Linked DNA regions of Macaca mulatta: region 2 is linked to region 1. The links are chromatin contacts, called in public Hi-C maps. All regions are on one chromosome and are shown on one strand. Each heading gives the region's core, a stretch centred on a gene start, on an enhancer-like site or on the middle of the called end of the contact. The rest is flanking DNA. Distances are from core to core; before and after follow the strand shown. Region 1 holds the start of AP2S1 (adaptor related protein complex 2 subunit sigma 1). Region 2 holds the start of CCDC9 (coiled-coil domain containing 9).

Region 1 (4,648 bases), core at 688-3,187:
ACTTCTCTTGCCTCAGCCTCCCGAGTAGCTGGTACTACAGGCATGTGCTACCAAGCCTGGCCAATTTTTGTATTTTTAGTAGAGATGCTGTTTCGCCATGTTGGACAGGCTGGTCTCAAACTCCTGACCTCAGGTTATCTGCCCGTCTTGGCCTCCCAAAGTGCTGGGATTACTGGAGTGAGCCACCACGCCTGGCCTGCTTTGTTCTTATTAGGGCCAATCTCCCCTCAGTACTAATAGTAATAACTTTATTGACTGCTTACCATCTGTCATCATGTTCTAGGTAATGAAGATACAGTTATCAGACAGGGTCCCTGCCCTCAACAACTCACTACCTAATGAGAGATCTAGACAAACATACACTACATACTCATAGGGCAAATGAAATAATTTTTAAAATGTAATAAAGGCCATTTAAAAAAACCAAACTAGGTTGGGCATGGTGACTCATGCCTGTAATCTCAATACTTTGAGAGGTGGAAGAGGAAGGATCGCTTGAACTCAGGAGTTCAAGAGCAGCCTAGGCAACATAGCAAGACCCTGTCTCTACAAAAAGTACCCAAAAATAGCCAGGTGTGACGGCATGTGTATGTAGTCTCAGCAACTCGGGAGGCTGAAGCCAGGGGATCGCTTGGGCCCAGCAGGTTGAGGCTGCAGTGAGCTGAGATCATGCCACTGTACTACAGCCTGGGTGACCAAGGGAGACCCTCTTTCAGGAAAAAAACAAAGACAAAAGCAAAACACATCAAAAAAACTAAACTAACTGCGGACCTGGAGTTTTTGCTTTTTTTTTTTTTTTTTGACAGAGTTTTGCTCTTGTCACTCCAGCTAGAGTGTAATGGTATGATCTCGGCTCACTGAAACCTTTGCCTCCCGGGTTCAAGCAATTCTCCTGCCTCAGTTTCCTGAGTAGCTGGGATTACAGGCACCTTCCATCACACCCAGCTAATTTTTGTATTTTTAGTGGAAACAGGGTTTCACCATTTTGGCCACGCTGGTCTCGAACTCCTGACCTCAGGTGATCCACCCACCTTAGCCTCTCAAAGTGCTGAGATTACAGGCATGAGCCACCACACCCTGGCCAACCTAGAGATTTTTTTTTTTTTGGAGTCTTTATTGCCCAAGCTGGGGTGCAGTGGTGAGATCTGGGCTCACTGCAACCTCTGCCTCCTGGGTTCAAGTGATTCTCCTGCCTCAGCCTCCTGAGTAGCTGGGATTGTAGGTGCGCACCACCATGCCCGGCTAATTTTTTGTATTTTTAATAGAGATGGGGGTTTCACCATGCTGGTCAGGTTGGTCTCTCGAACTCCCGACCAAGTGATCCGCCCGCCTCGGACTCCCAAACTGCTGGGATTACAGGGGTGAGCCACCACGCCCGGCCGGTTCAAATGCATGCTCTTAAACTGTTGTCTCCCGAGAGACACATGCAACATGTTTTAAGCAAAGCACTGGCTTGGTGTGGTGGTGGCTCATGCCTGTAATCTTGGTGATTTGGGAGGCTGAGGGTCGCTTGAACTGAGTTCGAGATCAACCTAGGCAATATATCTAGACCCGTCTCTATTTAAAAAAAAAAATTGAAGAAATCACTGAATGAGGAATGGAAAGACATTTTCTAGCTCCCCAGGACAGTTTTTCAAAATTTAAAACTACTATTCCCAGCATGCCCTTCTCTCTGGGGTTGGGGGGGGGGGGGTGCCTAAGAGAACTACATTTCCCCGAATGCAACGCCTGCACCGCTGGTTCTTCATCATCTTGGGAACTGTAGTCCTCTGTAAAGATGTTTGTCCACAAATCCCAGCATGCACTTGGGATCTGACTCGTTTAGTAGGAAAAGGACTGGCTGTGACTCTTCACCCATCTTCACCCAGGCTGGCCCCATTGGTGAAACTACAACTCCCAGGGGTCTGTGCGCGAGAGGGAAGGCGGGTTTTTCTACCGGAAGTCCGCTCTAGCTCTGGGCCCTACAACTGCACCCTGAGCCGGAGCTGCCCAGTCGCCGCGGGACCGGGGCCGCTGGGGTCCGGACGGGGGTCGCCATGGTAACGGGGGCGCGCTACGCCTGGGACTGGCGGAGGGGGGTCCACGCGTAAATAGCCGAGGCTCGATTGGGCGCTGACAAGCCCCTTCTCTGCTGCGGATGGTCTGGGTCGGGCGCGGGCTCCGGGGATTGGGGCCAGGGCCGGGAAGGAGGGCACAGGGCGGTGATTCTAAGCGCGGGGGTTACCAGGGGTCTCGCGGCGACAGGCATTGGGGTGGTGTTCCAAGGGGAAAGGGCCGTGCAGGTGGGAGACATTGTAGATAGTTGGAAGCTTTGAAACGGGAGGAAACTCGTGAGACACAGTCTTGGGGGTAGCGAGAAGGCATTGGAGGTGGGGAGGGGGCGTCCCAAAGAGGAAGGCGCTCTGGAAGTGTGGCGGGAGCGCTGGGACAAGAACGCGAGACCTTGGAAAAGGGGAGGGAGGTTTTCTTGGTGGGAGGAGTCTCTAGAGACAAGGATCTGATTGCAGGTGGAGAGGGGATGTTGAAACAGGGGCAGGAGACTGCCTATGAGAGAGGGATCATCTCAAGGAGAAGAGACCTGGCACAGGAAACCAAAAGGAGGCAACTGTAGGGAATGAGACTTAAGCGTCTGGGAGAGCTCTGTAAAAGGAGAGAGGGCCTGGAGATAAGATAGACACTCGGAATGAATGGGGAGCAATTGAATAGCAATTGAATAGGTCTTTCCAAAAAGAGAGATCTTGTGGGGTGGGGAGTAGGCTTGAAAGTGTGAGATCTGGGGAGGAATCTTTGTTGGGGCAAAGACTGAACATTGGATTTAGGAGTGCCCCTATCCCCCAGGTTGGGGCTTTGGATCTAGGAAAGGGTTCCTCGGGCTGGAAGTTGGGAAAGAAAACGAATGGGAAAGGGTGTCAGAGTCGGGGCGGAGTCTCCTCCAGGAACAGGGTCCTTGGAGGCAAAATGTGACCTTTTGAAGAAGGGAGGAAACCTGGGAGTGGAACAAGGGATGTCACCAATAAAAAGCCCATTGAGGCCCCAAGGAGGGGAACTAAGACCGAGAAAGTGGAGGTCAAAAGGGAACAACTCCAGATGAGGGGGATTGGAGACAGGGAAGGTTGGGGGGCATCTAGGGGGGACGGTAGAGGCGTGAGGATGCAGGGATTCAGGACGGAGGGGACTTGAGATTCCGATTGGGAAGAAAACAGGGAGAGGTATACGAGGGAATTTGGGAGCAAGAGGCAGAGCGTTTTGTCAACTCTGTGGGTTTGCTTCTAGTTCTCCTAACTCTGTGCATATGTCTCGGGCTTGGCTCCCAGGCTGTGGCTGCCTGGTGTAGGTCCCCCAATGTCCCTTCCTGCCCGGGACCCCTCCCCTGCTAGGAAGTGGTTTTCCCTGGCTCAGCAGAAGGAGTTCTTGGAAGGAGAGTGTAACATCCTGTTGCAGTCCAGTTTGGTTGGTTGGGGGAGGGAGGATAGAGTGTGTGGAGAATGAGGCTTAGGAAAGAGAGTGGACTCTTTCCTAAGAGAAGACTCTCAGGCTGGGGTGGTGACTCATGCCTGTAATCTCAGCACTTTGGGAGGCTGAGGCAGGCTGGTCACATGAGGTCAGGAGTTCGAGACCAGCCTGGTCAACATGGTAAGACCCCCCTCTCTACTAAAAATACAAAAATTAGCCAGGCGTGGTGGTGGACGCCTGTAATCCCAGCTACTTGGGAGCCTGAGGCAGGAGGATCGCTTGAACCCGGGAGGCAGAGGCTGCAGTAAGCCGAGACTGTGCCACTGGCCTAGGTGACAGAGTGAGATTCTGTCTCAAAAAAAAAAAAAAGAAAAGAAAAGAGAAAAGGCCGGGCACAGTGGCTCATGCCTGTAATCCCAGCATTTTGGGAGGCTGAGGCGGGCAGATCACAAAGTCAGGAGTTCGAGACCAGCCTGACCAACATAGTGAAACCCCATCTCTACTAAAAATACAAAAATTAGCCGGGCATGGTGGCATGCGCCTGTAATCCCAGGTACTTAGGAGGCTGAGGCAGGAGAATCGCTTGAACCTGGGAGGCAGAGGTTGCAGTGAGCTGAGACAGTGTCATTGCAGTCTAGCCTAGGCGACAGAGTGAGACTCTGTCTCAAAAAAAAAAAAAAAAAGATAGTGGTGATTTTTACACAACTGTGAATATATACTAAGAGAATATACCAAAACCCATTTTAACTGTCTACATTTTAAGTGGATGGATTTTATAGTGTGTGAATTACATTTCAATTTTATAAAAAGTTAGTAAGCAAAGAGAAAAAAAGAAGTGGCAGAGCTGAGACTTAGCCCAAAGGAGTCTGAACCTCAAACATTTGAGTATCTACCACCTCCTAGCCACTGGACTAAGTTTATAAACTTTTTTTTAACCTTTAAAAAAACCCTGGTTGGCTGGGCATGGTGGCCCATGCCTATAACCCCACACTTTGGGAGGCAGAGGCGGGTGGATCACCTGAGGTCAGGAGTTCGAGACTAGCCTGGCCAACATGGTGAAACCCCGTCTCTACCAAAAATACAAAAATTAGCCAGGTGTCGTGGCAGGTGCCGGTAATCCCAGCTACTCAGGACACTGAGGCAGGAGAATTGTTTCAACCCAGGAGGTGGAGGTTACAGTGAGCCAAGATTGCAC
Region 2 (4,648 bases), core at 937-3,436, 430 kb before region 1:
TTCCCCTGGGGTCTGAGAGTCTGCCCCCCTGGATCCCATCCTCCCAAGCCCCCTTCCCCAAAACTGAGATTCTAGAGACCCACTTTCAGCCTCACCATTTCGCTGGCTCGGTGGGGTCAAGGTCCCAGCAAACCTCCCCTGCAGAATCTAGACACAGCACTGAGGGTTCCTGGGGGCAGAGGAAAAAGAAGGACTAAGGCCAATGGCCCCCCAATCTACTTCGTCCTCTAACATACTGGGGGCTCCTCGTAGCCATACACAAAAAAAACCTGTACCGCAAGAGAATTCTAGCCCTCACTCTCCCTCCCTTCAACTGCCAGCTCTACCTTCTCCATAGAAATTAAGATGGGCCAGGTGTGGTGGCTCACGCCTGTAATCCCAGCACTTTGGGAGGCCGAGATGGGCGGATCACAAGGTCAGGAGATCGAGACTATCCTAGATAACACGGTGAAACGCCATCTCTACTAAAAATACAAAAATTAGCCGGGTGTGGTGGCGGGCGCCTGTAGTCCCAGCTACAGGCTGAAGCAGCAGAATGGCGTGAACCCGGGAAAGCAGAGCTTGCAGTGAGCCGAGATCGCGCCACTGCACTCCAGCCTGGGCAACAGAGCGAGACTCCGTCCCAAAAAAAAAAACAAAAAGAAAGAAATTAAGACTCAGCCCTTTCATGATCTTTGTGGACTCACCCAGTTCCCATGTAAACAATCTAGTGAAACCCACCTTGGGGATATTCTGGCCCCCACCCACTACTTAAGTATCCAACACTGCTCTCCTCCAAACGCAGATTCTAGTCCAGCCTGCATACCCTGTGGTATGAGTGCTAGCCCGGTTCCCTATCGAGAGTTCCAACTACAACCCCTCCAACCAGCCTGCACAAGAAAGTTCCAGACCCACCTCCCTGTGCTCATCCTGGTGCCTCTCATATTCAGGCGAATATTCTAGCTCCGCCAGGTAAGGTTCAGAAACATTCCTAATCCCACGCTCAAAGAAAGTCTGAACCCCACTCTTATTGGCTGCCCAAGTTTTCAGAGAACACGCCAAGCCCACACCTTCCCCAGGGACTTCCTAGTCCCGGTCTTCAGCACCCTAAGGAAACTCAACAGCCTCCCGCCTCCCCCGAAAGGATTCTGTACACAGGCCCAGAACTCACTGGCGAGGCTTCCTGGAACTGGCCTTTTGCCCCACTGAATACTCCACCAGCCCCAACCAACAAGGACAAAAATACCCAGGCCCGCCCCAGATTTTCTGTGCAAAGCTCCAGCCTCAATCCAGCTGGGAATGCCAGGGCCACTTCCCCGACATCCTGGAAACCGCTCTAGCCCCGCCCCAACCCATGGGCCATTAATCTAGCCCCCCTCCCGACTTTCTCCCAGGCAACAGCCCAGACCCGCCCCTCCCATCTCTTATTATTATTATTCCATCCCCGCCTCCGGCCCTCCCAGTCAACCCTCCGGCCCCGCCTCCGATTGGCCTGGCCAACTTCCTGGACACGCCCCCTGACTCCCTCCCACACCTCGTTACGTCAGCATCTGGCCCCACCCGTGGCTTCCCCGTCAACGCTCTGGCCGCGCCCGTGGCTCAGACGAAACTTTCTGGCTCCACCCCCAGCATTCCCCACCAGCTCCCTGGCCCCGCCCCCTGGCTCACCACTATAAAGTGGCCCCGCCCCCGGCACGCGTCAGCCTCTGGGTCCGCCCCCAACGTCCCGGCCAACAATCTGGACCCACTTCCAGTCAGGCAAAACTTTCTGGCCCCGCCCACAGCGCGTCCGCCGGGCATCGGAGCCCCGCCACACAGCTGTCCAAGCAACATATGGCCCCGCCCACAGCCCAGCCACAACTTTTAGGCCCCGCCCACAGCCGCCGGCCCAGGCTCGGGCCCCGCCCCGCCTCGGCCCTACCCACCCCCCCCAACGGCCCGCCGCGCCAGCGCCCCTCCAGCTTCCCATGTGGGCGTCCTGTCCCCGCCCCCCGCAGAGTACTCCGACCCCGCCCCCGCCGGCGGCTCCCCACCCCGCCCACGCCTGTTCGCGCTCCCCGCCACGTGGAGCTTCAGGCCCCGCCTTCTCTGGGCGCGCTCCCGGCCCCCTCCCCCCGGTCACCTGTCCCGGAGACCCCGCGGCGTCCGCGACTCCAGCTCCGTCCGCCTCTGCGTCCGCAGCTCCCGGGCCACGCGCGTCACTTCCTGCCCGCACCACGTGAGGCAGAGAAATAAAGAGGGTCACTTCCGGCCCTGTGGGACCGTTTCCGGGAGCCTTAAAGGGGCCGCGTCTCCGCAGTGGAGGTGGGATCGGGGCCACCTGGCCCCCCGGGTGTTTTGGAAGCTCATCCAATTTCCTTCTGCCTGAATTACCAACTTCCAGGAAAAGGAGACACCGTCCTCACTCCCTGGCCTCTACCTCTTTCTTCAAGCTGTTTCCGCCTCCAGCCCCTTATTCCTGGTTTCTGTCAGTAGATGCCAAGCATTGGGCACTGACGCCTGGAAGGCTGACCTGGTTCGAGCCCCTCGTGCCAATGAAACCTAAGAGTTCGCTTTAGAAGCTTCAGATGTTCAACCGGCGGGGGGTGGCTCACACTTCTAATCCCAGAACCTTGGGAGGCCGAGGCGGGCGGATCACCTGAGGTCAGAAGTTCGAGATCAGCCTGGCCAACATTGTGAAATCCCATCTCTACAAAAAAATTAGCCGGTTGTGGTGGCGCGCGCCTGTAACCCCAGCAACTTGGGAGGCTAAAGCAGGAGAATCGCTTGAACCGGGGAGGCAGAGGTTGCCGTGAGCCGAGATCATGCCACCGCACCCAGCCTAGACGACAGAGCGTACTCCTTCTCAAAAATAAATTTAAATGCCGGCCGGGATGGCTCACGCTTGTAAGCCCAGCACTTTGGGAGGCCGAGGAGGGCGGATCACTTGAGGCCAGGAGTTCGAGACCATCCAGGCCAACATGGTGAAACCCCGTCTCTACTAAATATACAAAAAAATTAGCCGGGCATGGTGGCGGGTGCCTGTAGTCTCAGCTACTCAGTATGCTGAGGCAGGAGAATGGCGTGAACCTGGGAGGCGGAGCTTGCAGTGAGCCAAGATCGCACCACTGCACTCTAGCTTGGACGACGGAGAGAGACACCATCTCAAAAAAAAAAATACAAAAATTAGCTAGGCTTGGGGGCGGGCACCTGTAATTCCAGCTACTTGGGAGGCTGGGGCTGGAGAATCGCTTGAACCTGGGAGGCAGAGGTTGCAGTGAGCCGAGATTGCACCACCACACTGCAGCCTGGGCGACCAAGGAGATTCCGTCTCAAAATGAAATAAAATAGGCTGGGCGCCCTGGCTCACACCTGTAATCCCAGCACTTTGGGAGTCTGAGGCGGGTGGATCACCTGAGGTCAGGAGTTTGAGACCAGCCTGACCAACGTGGTGAAACCCTGTCTCTACTAAAAAATACAAAAATTAGCCAGGCATGGTGGCAGGCACCTGTAACGCCTGTAATCCCACCTACAGGCTGAAGCAGGAGAATCGCTTAAACCCGGCAAGCAGAGGTTGCAGTGAGCTGAGATCGTGCCATTGCACTCCAGCCTGGGCGACAAAGCAAGACTCCGTCTCAAAAAACTAAATAAAATAAAATAACTGGCTGGGCACAGTGGCTCACGCCTGTAATCCCAGCACTTTGGGAGGCTGAGGCGGGTGGATCACAAGGTCAGGAGTTCGAGACCAGCCTGGCTAACATAGTGAAACCCGTCTCTACTAAAAATACAAAAATTAGCTGGACGTAGCGGCAGATGCCTGTAATCCCAGCTCCTTGGGAGGCTAAGACAGAGAATTGCTTGAACCGGGGAGGCAGAGGTTGCAGTGAGGCAAGATCGCACCACTGCACTCCAGCCTGGGCGACAGAGTGAGACTCTGTATCGAAAATAAATAAATAAATAAAATCATAAAATATAAAATAAAATAAACGTTCAACTGATAGAATCAGTCGTTCATTCTCCCAAATCAGCATTGACTGCCAGGCTGTGTACTGGGGGGGAAAGGTTGGAGGGGGAACTGAGATGATGAACAAAGCTGACCCCATCCTTGTCCTCCTGAGGGAAGACACAAGTAAATGGGAAATAGCAGCACCTGTGGGAGATGCCTGGCAAGAGAGGCAGGAGAGGCCCAAGGGTGAGAGGCTGCCTGAGCAGGCCCAAGGATACAACCTATGCAAAGGCCCTGTGGTGAATGAGCTGGGTGCATTCCCAAAACTACAAGATACTCAAAGTAACAATAGCTGAATAGCTGCAAAGTCCAGGAGTTTACGGCATTAACCAAAATTTTAGACATAATAAAGCTATTGTGACAAGCCAACCAGGCACTGAGGCTCACGCCTGTAACCCTTGCTCCTTGGAAGGCTGAGGCAGGAGAATCACTTGAACCTGGGAAATGGAGGTTGCAGTGGGCCAAGGTTGCGCCATTGCACTCCAGCCTGGGCAACAAAATCGAAACTCTGTCTCAGAATAAATACATAAATACATAAAAAAGCTATTGTGACAGATGATGATGAATGCTATAGAATACCCTCAGAGAAGGTGAATGACCGTTATAAGTGAACAGACCAGATTCCCTGCGGTGCTAGTAATTTTATTTTGTGATTTAAGAGATGGAAAGTGGAAGTACCTGGTA

The links. A called contact is a pair of places that touch in the nucleus more often than the background predicts.
Region 2: a Hi-C map of cortical neurons shows a contact between it and region 1, with 3 times the contacts expected there. The contact joins the promoter of CCDC9 here to the promoter of AP2S1 in region 1.

Annotation. Positions count from the first base shown.
Region 1 is chr19:59,317,982-59,322,629 of T2T-MMU8v2.0, reverse strand. It overlaps AP2S1 (adaptor related protein complex 2 subunit sigma 1), which reads left to right and starts at 1,937. Exons shown (of 5, transcript NM_001261143.2): 1 at 1,937-2,039. The coding sequence starts at 2,037.
Region 2 is chr19:59,745,169-59,749,816 of T2T-MMU8v2.0, reverse strand. CCDC9 (coiled-coil domain containing 9) reads right to left here and starts at 2,186. Exons shown (of 16, transcript XR_013409955.1): 1 at 2,102-2,186; 2 at 96-169. It also overlaps the pseudogene LOC718020.